Regions from separate parts of the Mus musculus genome. Here region 1 is linked to region 2. The links are chromatin contacts, called in public HiCAR-type maps. All regions are on one chromosome and are shown on one strand. The core of a region is the stretch at or near the end of the contact, and the rest is flanking DNA. Distances in the headings are between cores, read along the strand shown.

Region 1 (5,403 bases), core at 2,075-4,574, 160 kb after region 2:
AGGCAAGCGAGCGCTTTTTAAGTGTATTTCAGAACTTCAGCAGGGGATTCACTGCCTTAGAGGAGTCCCTTAGTGGACTGTCAGGAGCCAGATGTACTCTTTGCCAACTTTTATTAAACAGTGTTCGTAGTCAGGCTTTTGTTGTTTTGTTTTATGAGTGCTTTTGTTTGTTTTGCTTTGTGCGAGTTTGTTTTTTCTGCTTCTAAAACTACCATTTGTGTGCAACCTGGTGGTACAGTTCCTGCTAATTAAAAGGCTGGTGGGGGAAAAAAAAATCACAAATCCAGTACCAGGCCTGGCAACTCAGCAGGAAGCAGACCGGTGTGTGGTTGGGTTTGGGCTTGGTTTTGGTTTAGGCTTCAGAGAGGAAGCGGAGCATGATGAGCGAGCACCGGTGCAGCCTATGTGAGGCCTCCCTACAGTCCATCGCCACTAAAATTAGCTAAAATTAGCTTATCCTTATTCAACTATTATTCTACTTGAATCTCAGCCGTATTAGCATGTGGGTAGGATGAAGTAGAAAACTTCTATTACTTCCCGAGTTGATCCTATCTTGGACAGTTCATAAGGTATAACAGCAAGCAAGGATTCGGGCATCTAAACCCCCGGCGCTGCCATGCTGTTTGGCACAGAGGGAATAGAATTTTCCTGATCATGCCTTATTTCCCATTCCCTTCCTGGCCTGGAGTGAAAGTTAGTTTGTGATGTTTCTGATTTGGTTTTGTTAACAACTCAAGTTTTAAATTTCTTTCCTCCGTTTTTTTTTCACCCCACTCACTTTTTACCACCTGAAAGACAAGACATGAAATAAGAATAAATAAGCAATAAAATCAATCAATAGAGTAGTATGATTCCCATGCAGTTTCCAGATTGTTCACTTTCAGTACTTTATGAAATTAACCAGAAAGTACTGTCTTCAAAAATGTTGTCTTTCAGCTCAGCCTACTGGAGAGAGGGAGATGAGGCGGGATAAGAGTGTGCACATGGAGCCTTGAGCGTATGTTGAGGATTGCTTGTAAAATCCCATCTCTGTCTCTACAGAAGAGAAGCCCCCCCCCCCCCGGGAGGTTACATACCACCTACCTCCTCCTTCTCCTTCTTTTACTTTTTCTGTTTCCCCACATCGTCCTCAGATTCCACTACAGAGCAGGTTTTCCTGATATTTTTTTCCCTTTGTATATAAGTGTGTGATATCTTTGAGATATAATTCACATACTGTATAATTTAAAGCATATAGCAATTTAGTATATCGAATACATTTTACCAAACCATAGCCCTCAATTATCATTCTCAGTTCTCTCCATGTATCCTACCCACAGGAAACCACCTGCTTTCTTTCTGTATAGATTTACCTAGCCTGGAGGTTGTGGAATTACCACACAGTTTGTACTTTGCTCCATGGCTCCATTCACACAGAAGGATTCCAGTGTTCATCCACATAGTAACAGGTCCCAGAGTCTTGCTCTTTTTTGTCTAATTTATTTTTACCTGTGAAGGATAATGGGGTTTTTTTGTTGTTGTTGTTTTGTTTTGTTTTGTTTTACTTCCATGGACCTGTGCCCAGCTTACCTCAGTGTTAGTTTGCAGGGAGTGGGTGGGATTTGTATTTTAATCCCATGCATTTCCATCTTAATGCAGAAGCCCTCACTCATAGATAATGTTTGCCTTGTCCTTGTTAACAGAATTTACTTTTTCCCCATAACAGAAACAATTGTGTTGCTTAATTGTGTCAGGTGCCTGTCAATGGGGATTCGTTTATTCATTTCTAACCAAGTCCTGGCTTCTCAGGAGCCCCCTAATGCTTCATGTCCCCAGAGCAGGAATCAGAAATTAGTCTTTACTTTAAGAAGTGCTGTTTCTAAGTTCTTACTGTTTTCCTGTTTTTATGGCGTGTCAGACAGCTACAGATGAGTCAGAAATATCATTAACCAGCTGGAGCTGCAGCAGTCTGTCTGTGAAGTCTCTGGAGAAGGCCCCTCCCACAGCAAGCTATAGCTTTTTAAATAATCTGTTTGAAAGATTGACAGGTGCCACAAAAACAATTTAAATTATTTTGTTTATCTGAAATTAAAGTGCATATTGATATATAAGGCCTATTTCAGCCCTGATAGTTGGTGATTTGCACCGTTTTTCTATTTCTGCTCCCTAATGCTTTAAGGAATCCAATCACAGTGTGTCCCTAGCATAATCCATGCCATGACAGTCATGGAACTTTTCAGAAATACTGCTTATCAAGCAATACACACAAGAAGATGTCAGCCCAGCTCAGATGAAAAGTGGGAGGAATTCTGGGGGAATTTGGTTTTCTTTTAGGTAAATCATTTCTCTCCCTCTCCCAAATGTGTTTTATTATGAATTAAACTTTAATGAAGTCTAAATCACTTTCTCACGTCCCTCCTTTTTACAAATGTCTCTGGGAACCCAAATCAAGGTAGCCAAAGTGTGTACAGTAGATAAAACCGGGCAGAGGGAGCAAGTCCCAGCCAGAGCAAGAGAATAGAGTCTGAGAGCCATATATGCCCATGGCTCACCACCACTTTCTTAGGTGTTTATACATGAAACACTACTGTGTTCCCTTCTCTATCACATCTATAATACTGTGTGTGTGTGTGTGTGTGTGTGTGTGTGTGTGTGTGTGTGTGTGTAAGAGAGAGAGAGGCAGAGACAGAGAGATAGAATATCACGTAAACTTGGCAGTATTCTAAGGACCATATTTTCTTGCTTTCGGGTGTACCTTATACTGTGACAACACATATGGGAATATTTGAAATTGCTGGGAATGCTGTGTTATTTTGGAAACAGGTGGAGACAGGAAACTCTGCTATTTTACTAGCAGAGTAAATAAATGAAAAGGCAGAGTGGTACTGGCCAATGTTTGAAGGGTTCAAGGTCTGCATGTCCTACTGTGACTGCTTTTGGATATGCTTAACCGAGACTTTTCATGACAGCCTTGGGAGGAATCGCTCTCTGCTGTCAGGATCCTGCTGACTAGAGAAAACAGGCTTGGGAAGCAGCCAGTGTTTGTCTACTGATATGCGAGTCACCTTGGGCGGTAGGTGGCAGGAGTGAATTTCTGCCCAGTTCTGAAGAGTGCTGTAACTTCTCCTCTCAGGGAGTTCCTGAGAACTGAGCCTACTTATCTAGAGAGCTGTGCTTTCCAAGTGGAAATTGAATCTGACCAAAGGAAGGGGGGAGGGTGCAGAACAAAAGCAAGAGGTACCTCCAGGCTTCCCCAACTGATTGAATAGCTGCTCTATGTAAGGCTGTGTGAGTGCCCACTGTGGCTAAGCCACATGTTTGTTACAGCTGAAGGTTAGGAAAACTGCCTGCTCTGAACTTACTCACATAATGAAGCACGAAGAAAGGACGGTGATTAGCTCAGTGAAGTCCATTGTAGGCTTCCATTCTACTGCTGCTAGTGAAAAGAAAAGCTTCCCTTTCCTTTCCCTTCAGGTCTCTCTTCTGCCCTTCTCCAAGTCTCCTTGGTTCACAATTGGGCCAGAGCTGCCCAAAGAGAATTCCTCGAAATAAAGAGGTGCCTTCCACTTTCCCCAGTGGCAAGTAAGCTATTGAATTCTCCTGCCTTTCTCTAGGCTCTCACAGACTAGGGTGAGTGGCAAAGATGGAATTATGGCCCTTGGCTCATTCTGCTAAAGGCTTGATCATAGTTGGTGACTATCCAACCTTAGTTTGATCATTATGCCGGTTATGGTAATATCATCAATTATCATATCCTAAGCCAGATGAAGTTCCAACTGGAAGTCCAGTCCTTGGACTTAGCCTTTGTTGGAAATGTGCTGGTCCCAGTGTCCCCTGTTTATTCAAACAGGGAGCATTTAGAGTGTCTCACACACACGGCATTGTAATTTATACCATCTATCTCTTTCCGGTTCTTGGGCCTCTGGCAAATTACATGTCGAAGTGTTGGATTAGTTTAGAATTTAATCATGCATTATTTTCCCTTCAATTAAATTATTTATATATTTGATTAACATTGTCACTGTTAGGAAGTCAAATTTTCAGTGAAAACCACAAATAAACTCACAGTCATTGAATTTCAGGCCAGCTTCACTTAGAAATCAGTCTGTCTGTTCAGTGTCAATTGTCTATTCATTGTGTGTTGTCTCAGTGAGCTTGGATTTTAGTAAGAGAAATGAGTGCACTCTTTGACCTTCAGGTAGAACAATACATACAGCAAAGTGTGGCTGAACTCCCTCACTTTCTTGGAGACTTTTTGCCCTAGCAACCTGGTTTTTATTCCTTTCTAGATTCTTTTCTTTAGCATGAAAACCTACCTCCATCTACTTGTACTATTTTATGTTTGAGTACAAGAAGGAAGCCCTGTAATCATTTCAGCTGGAGGCAAGACAATGATGGGCCTATAGGTCAGATCCAAACTACTGCCTGGTTTGGGGGCTTTTGGTGTGTGTGTGTCTGTGTGTGTGTAGCCCTTGAGCTGAGCCCATCAGTTAAGTATCATTTTTATGCCTTTAAATAACTGAAAATAAAATGCTAAGAAATATTTTTTGGCCTGTGAGAATTTCTGACATCCATAAGTAAGTAGCTCATTTTCTCATTGACACTGAGTCTACAGCAGGGTACAGGGATGCTTTGACAGCAGAATCTGGTTTATAAATAAAAGCTTGCTAACCCTGTGTGTGTGAGTGAGTGTGTGTGTGTGTGTGTGTGAGTGTGTGTCTGTGAGTGTGTGTGTCTGTGAGTGTGTGTGAGTGTGTGTGTGTGTGTGTGAGTGTGTGTGTGTGTGTGGGAGAGTGTGTGTGAGTGTGTGTGTGTGTGTGAGAGAGTGTGTGTGTGAGTGTGTGTGAGTGTGTGTGTGTGTGAGTGTGTGTGTGTGTGAGTGTGTGTGTGTGTGAGTGTGTGTGAGTGTGTGTGAGTGTGTGTGTGTGTGTGTGTGTGTGTGTGTGTGTGTGTCTATCCTTCGGAGTGTTCAACTAACCTATAGGCACAGCAACCAAACAGTTATTTTAAAGGCAAGTAACTATTTAAAACTTACAACCCCATGAGGCTTGTGATTTCTTAGAATCTTAATTTATAAGTAATTCCTGGATCTTAAAAAACGTTCCCTTTCATGTTAAACACACTTGAATGTCCTACAGAGTCCAATAGGTACCTCTATTTCCTTATGGTAACAGACTACAGCATCTGAGAAGCTCTGTTCACTTCTGCTTTAGATCATCGAAGTTCCTTCACAGAAAGATAATCTTGCATACATGCCCCCATGTATGCATGCCCCCATGTGCGTGCTCACAAGTGTGAGCGTAATCACTGTTTGAATTTAAGAGAAGTTTCAGGAAAATTCTAAAACATATTAAGACTGCAGTCTACTCTATACACTACAGAATATGGAGTTTTAGTTATCCAGCACTGGCCCTTCTTGCTCTT
Region 2 (4,696 bases), core at 661-3,160:
TTCTGAAAAAAGGGAGACAAGGACTTGGGATCTACTTCTTTTTATTCAATGACCATCAACAAGTAAATAAAGAAAGAAAAGCTGACAAATGCAACAAATTCAAAGTCAGGAAAAAATGAAATAATGCTCCTTTCAAATACAGGGAGGCGGTTGCCTGGGAGGAGAGAGTAAAGGACAGGACAGGAGGGTGGGACCCCAGTGCCTATAGTAGCACACAGAAGCTACTGGCTGCACCGGGCTGCCCAGGAACAGTTAGGCCATGCTGCCTGGAGGCTTAAGCATGCGCCCCGCTCGGGAGAGAATAGCACATGTGCAGGTATGGCACACTACCCCAGTGTCTGAACATAAATTTATCTCAGTGTTTCCCAGGAGTGAACTGATAGTGACGAAATTTTAATGGGAGAATATCTGAGTTTTGTGAATTCCCCTGCATGAAAATGTCTCCCTTTCTATAAATGTTACAATGATAGTTGTGGGGTTAGAATGATCCAACTACTATCATCCCCAAATCTTACCTAAGAGTAGCTCCCTTGTTAACAAGGCGGTGTGGATTCAGTGAGGAGTAGCTAGGATGAATTCCTTATCATGGACTGCCTGGGACCTAGGGTTTCCATCTGGACACTGGGCCCCATACCTTCTCTTCCTATAGCATATGGGATAGAGAGTGAGGAGTGATCACATGAGATGACATGAATGATGGCACTGAAGGGTTATTTATTTCTCTAAAGAAGAAGAGGTGCTGGCTGGCCAGGGTTTCACCGTGACTCACATCCATATTATTGAGCTGCAGCGCATGTTTTAACTCATTCAAAGATAAGTCCATCATTCAGACTCAGCGGTGTGGGGTACCAGACACTCAGACCTGGAACACGGTGTACTTTTCTGGTTAAAATCCCATTTGGCCAGAAATCTGAGGATCCAGTCTTTTCCTTCCTGCCCCTAGCATTCTGGTGCCTTCTCTCCACCCCCCACCCGCCCATCTTTTTGGCTTACTGCAACCTGAGTGCTACTTTTTCTGGGAAAGCCTGATATTCTGAGTTCAGTTTTATAATTTAATGATAGAGAGTTTCCTTAGTAAACCAAATTTAGAATCCTAGAATGCTTATCTTATATCCAGACCTTGAACATAAAAGGCATTTTATACCCGCAATTGTTCATTTAATGAGCAATTGCGGAGTGCAGGCCGGTTAAGGGATTGAGCTATATGCACTATTATTGCAAGAAGTATTCCGAAATACCAGAAATAGGACGTAAGCTCTGATCAGGGAGACTGCGAGCACAATTACCTTCTTTTCAAATCCTTCTGTGACACTGCGGGAGGAAAAAGGACTTTGAAACTTGAAAGGAAAGAGCTTGCTTTCAACCTCAAAAGCTAGGAGGAAAGGGCTCTGAAATTTGCTCAGAATTCCCAATTCACCATTAGCCTGTTTCTTCCTTTAGCCTCAAGGCATTCTCCGCTTTTTGAAAAGATGTTAAGAAATTCAGTCACAATAGAGAGCCTAGTTTTGAACATGTTTCACTCGGTCCATTGAGGTCTGGGCTCCAGCCTTTGTGTGGGGTGAATTGAGCTGAGCGGCTAGCTGGTTGGAGAGAGGTGAATGAGAAGTCGCTGTGCAGTTGCAAATTCTGGCAAAGAAAAAAAAAAAGCTCACCCCTTCCTTTATTTTGTAATATGCATTCCTGTACAATCCTGCCAGTGGCAATCTGTGGAGTTCAGTGTGTCCCTAAGTCAATATGGAGTACTTGGTTTATAGCAACTCTTGTTAAGTTTGTCTTGTAATTGAAGCTGCTGTTGACCTTGCTTGGGGACCATTTGTAAAACCGTTTATTTAGCATAAACTGAAATAATAAACCCTCCTTCTCTGGGGCCGATTGTGATAGGGTGACATTAGTTTGATTTAATGATTACCCGCCTGACCCTTCTGCTGGAGAGGGAGGCTTGAATAGGGAGAGTTCACTTCCAAGCACTTGCAAAGAATACTAATGAGCTTGTTAAATTTAGCATGGCTCCAACCACTTTTAATTCCTCTAATCAGAGCCATGCTGCCTGCAAGAGGGAGAGAGGGAGAGGGAGAGGGAGGGGGAGAGACAGAGACAGAGAGAGAGAGAGAGAGAGAGAGAGAGAGAGAGAGAGAGAGGCAAGAAAGGCCAAGAGATACTGAGAATGTTCCTAGAGGGCCGGCCCAGCTAGAGAAACTAAGTTTCTAGAAAGTAGATAGCCAGAGTCCAGGTACTGAGTTGTAAGTATCATCTGTTTGCTTACTTTATACCCCACCCCACCCCATGCAGCTTTTATAGCTAGTGGGCAAGAGAAGAGTAATGGCATTAAAATGGGTTTTCAACAACGGGGCAAAATGGGTGTTAATGGAGAGAAGAGCTAGCAGGTGTTCTTTGAGCTCCTAAACAGCCAATTTTGCAGTGAATGGAGGTGTCCTTCTTAATGATGACTAGTGGAGTTTTGTTTCTGCATGGAAAGCTTTGTGTGAAACATGTCTTACATACTAGGTGGAAAGGACCTTGTGTCCCTTGTCCCAGGAGTTTGTGATCAAGTGTGCAGGAGTGTGGGTCCCGGTCTCCTTTCATAGAGCTAGGGTACTTCATGATAGCTGCCTTTACACAGTGTTTGCACCTAGGCTGTGTTTGCTCTCTCTGAGTCTCTGGCATTAAGTTCTGACTCCCTGTTGGTTGATTTTTGGAGGAGGTTGGAAAATCTGGGGCAGTTTCTAAGAGGGTGATTCAGGGAGCTCTGTCTTTGGGTGTGGGTTCATCCAGATCTACCTAAACACAGGTGACAGAAAGAAGGGGTTACCAGTAAGATTGTGGTGGCAGCACTTGAAGTAATTGTTCCCTTCCATTTCTGAGAAAATTGCATGTTTCAGCTTGACCCCCAAGCTTACAGCTTTTCAGCAGGGAAGCTCAAACAGTTGCTTGTGTTTGGCTGTTAAAGCCCATTGGCAGATGCTCTTGGAGCCCTGGGCTGTTTGCTTATGTTCTTGCTTCTGACTTCTGCTTGTTACCATGGTGGACAGTATGTTTCTGTCAATAATTTGGCCTAGTGTAGCCTGTCTGCACCGATTCTCAAACTTTATTGAGCAGCTCGCCTCAGCTGAACGAGATGAGACAGCTTTCGTCTTTTGGCATGCAGAAGTGCTTGCTAAATTTATAAGAGTAGGCAGGAATATTGCTTGGGAGTTATGCTTTCCTTGTGTACACAGAGCTCTCAAGTCTCTGAGCTGTTTGTATCTGGGAGCATGTGCATTGTCTAGTTTGCATGTGAATGCCCATCAAAAGCAACTCAATACAGGGAGGTAAATTCATGAAGTGTGTGTGTCTTTTGGCATTTGGAGGCAGAGGGTTGTTGAGGTCACAGTGCCAACTGTGTAATAAAAGTTAAGGTTTCCTGATGAAAGTTTCTGTATTAAAAACATTCTTGCTTGCATTTAATTTTTTGAAGTTAAAAATGCCTTTTTTTTTCCCTGTTTCAACTATTGAGCTTGTATGACCTTTCCACACAAGTTGGGATAAGTCTCATTAGCAAACTCATGACCACTATGCTAGGAGGTAAGCCTGTTTTTTTTCTGCCTTTCCTACTTTCTCCCTGAAGATTGAAGGGACCTGACAGGGCTAAGGCCATACTAACTATCCAGTTGGTAGTAAAGTTGTATTCACATACTCGTCGTTGGAAGACACACCACCAGAGAACCAGAGCTGATGGGAGGGATGCAATTTTAAAAGAAAAAACAATTTCCTCTGGGAGAATGAAGCCATGGAATCCTACTTTAAACCTGGAATAGATTAGTAAGACTTGCTTACTCATGTTTCCCAAAGAATGCTAATTAGGCATCACAGCCCCTCTCTGTTGTATAGAATGTACCTCTTACCACTCTAAGTTAACTTTAGTCTGAAATTTTAAATAAAGGATTTCCTGAGCACAAACGAGTGGAAACTATGACTTGGGCCATTTGAAGGCTGTAGGACATTTTTAAAAAAATAAAACGGTTAGTTTCAGTGTTTCTGGCGCTCATCTGCTTCTTTTCATAACTCTGAAGTCCTTTCTGTAGCCTGCAACCACACTGCTAATGAAGCTCTGGGGCAGACACATGCCTGCGCATATGAACAGGGAGAAGAAAAATGAAGGCTCTTATTTGGTTATTTTTGGTAGTTTGTCTTAGAATTACCAGCAGCAATAATTTGAATTACTTTTTCAAAGATCAATGTGAAAATCAGGGATTATTTCAAACTTTGTGGGTTTTAGTTCTTATTTGATAGATTAAACTTGTGATTTACCCTTTACTTATGAGGTGTCAGGTAAGAATCTGCACAAAACAATACAAAAATAATATTTCACAGTTGCTTTGTGGTTGTCAGCACATTTATTGTAAAGACTCCAGGATACCTCATCATGTTTTGCAAGGCATTTGGGGTAAAATAATTCATCATTTATTTTTCAAGCTTCACGCACAAATAAGCTGAAACTCTAAAGTTGGTGTTGGCATTAGGTAAAATAGTGACTGTAATCTCAGTTTCTAATAATGTATAGTATGCATAGATCTGCTTTCCTCCAGAGCAAACCAAGGGCTATGTGCATGTTAGAAGTTAGCAGTAATCCCGGTTGGGGTCAGTTAGGTAATTACATCTACGTATGGATTACTTTGAATAGACGTTTACATATTGAGATATGTTAGTCTGTCTGGGA

Evidence for each region. HiCAR-type assays count read pairs that join an accessible place to other places.
Region 1: a HiCAR-type map of astrocytes shows a contact between it and region 2, with 2.2 times the contacts expected there. The contact joins two enhancer-like sites. A contact is called at or near these places in 5 of 39 promoter capture datasets (the 3T3-L1 cell line, 3T3-L1-derived adipocytes, the HPC-7 cell line and 1 more), 17 of 484 Hi-C or Micro-C datasets (the C2C12 cell line, Sertoli cells, adipose-derived mesenchymal stem cells and 11 more), 5 of 115 datasets of contacts at active chromatin or transcription factors (astrocytes, differentiating embryonic stem cells, embryonic forebrain and 1 more) and 2 of 9 other capture datasets (embryonic stem cells and embryonic tail).

Annotation. Positions count from the first base shown.
Region 1 is chr13:15,704,522-15,709,924 of GRCm38.p6, forward strand. The region is part of intron 10 of Gli3 (GLI-Kruppel family member GLI3); the gene reads left to right. Among named protein-coding and RNA genes, the nearest start is that of 4933412O06Rik, 95 kb to the right of the region's middle. Within about 2 kb of position 3,325, at least 42 of the 459 cell types and tissues checked have an H3K27ac peak or open chromatin away from gene starts, as enhancers often do. A contact at or near this core is called in astrocytes and stem cell-derived neural stem cells, where this site is marked.
Region 2 is chr13:15,542,526-15,547,221 of GRCm38.p6, forward strand. All of the region lies in intron 2 of Gli3 (GLI-Kruppel family member GLI3), which reads left to right. Among named protein-coding and RNA genes, the nearest start is that of Gm6556, 80 kb to the left of the region's middle. Within about 2 kb of position 1,911, at least 53 of the 459 cell types and tissues checked have an H3K27ac peak or open chromatin away from gene starts, as enhancers often do. A contact at or near this core is called in astrocytes and stem cell-derived neural stem cells, where this site is marked.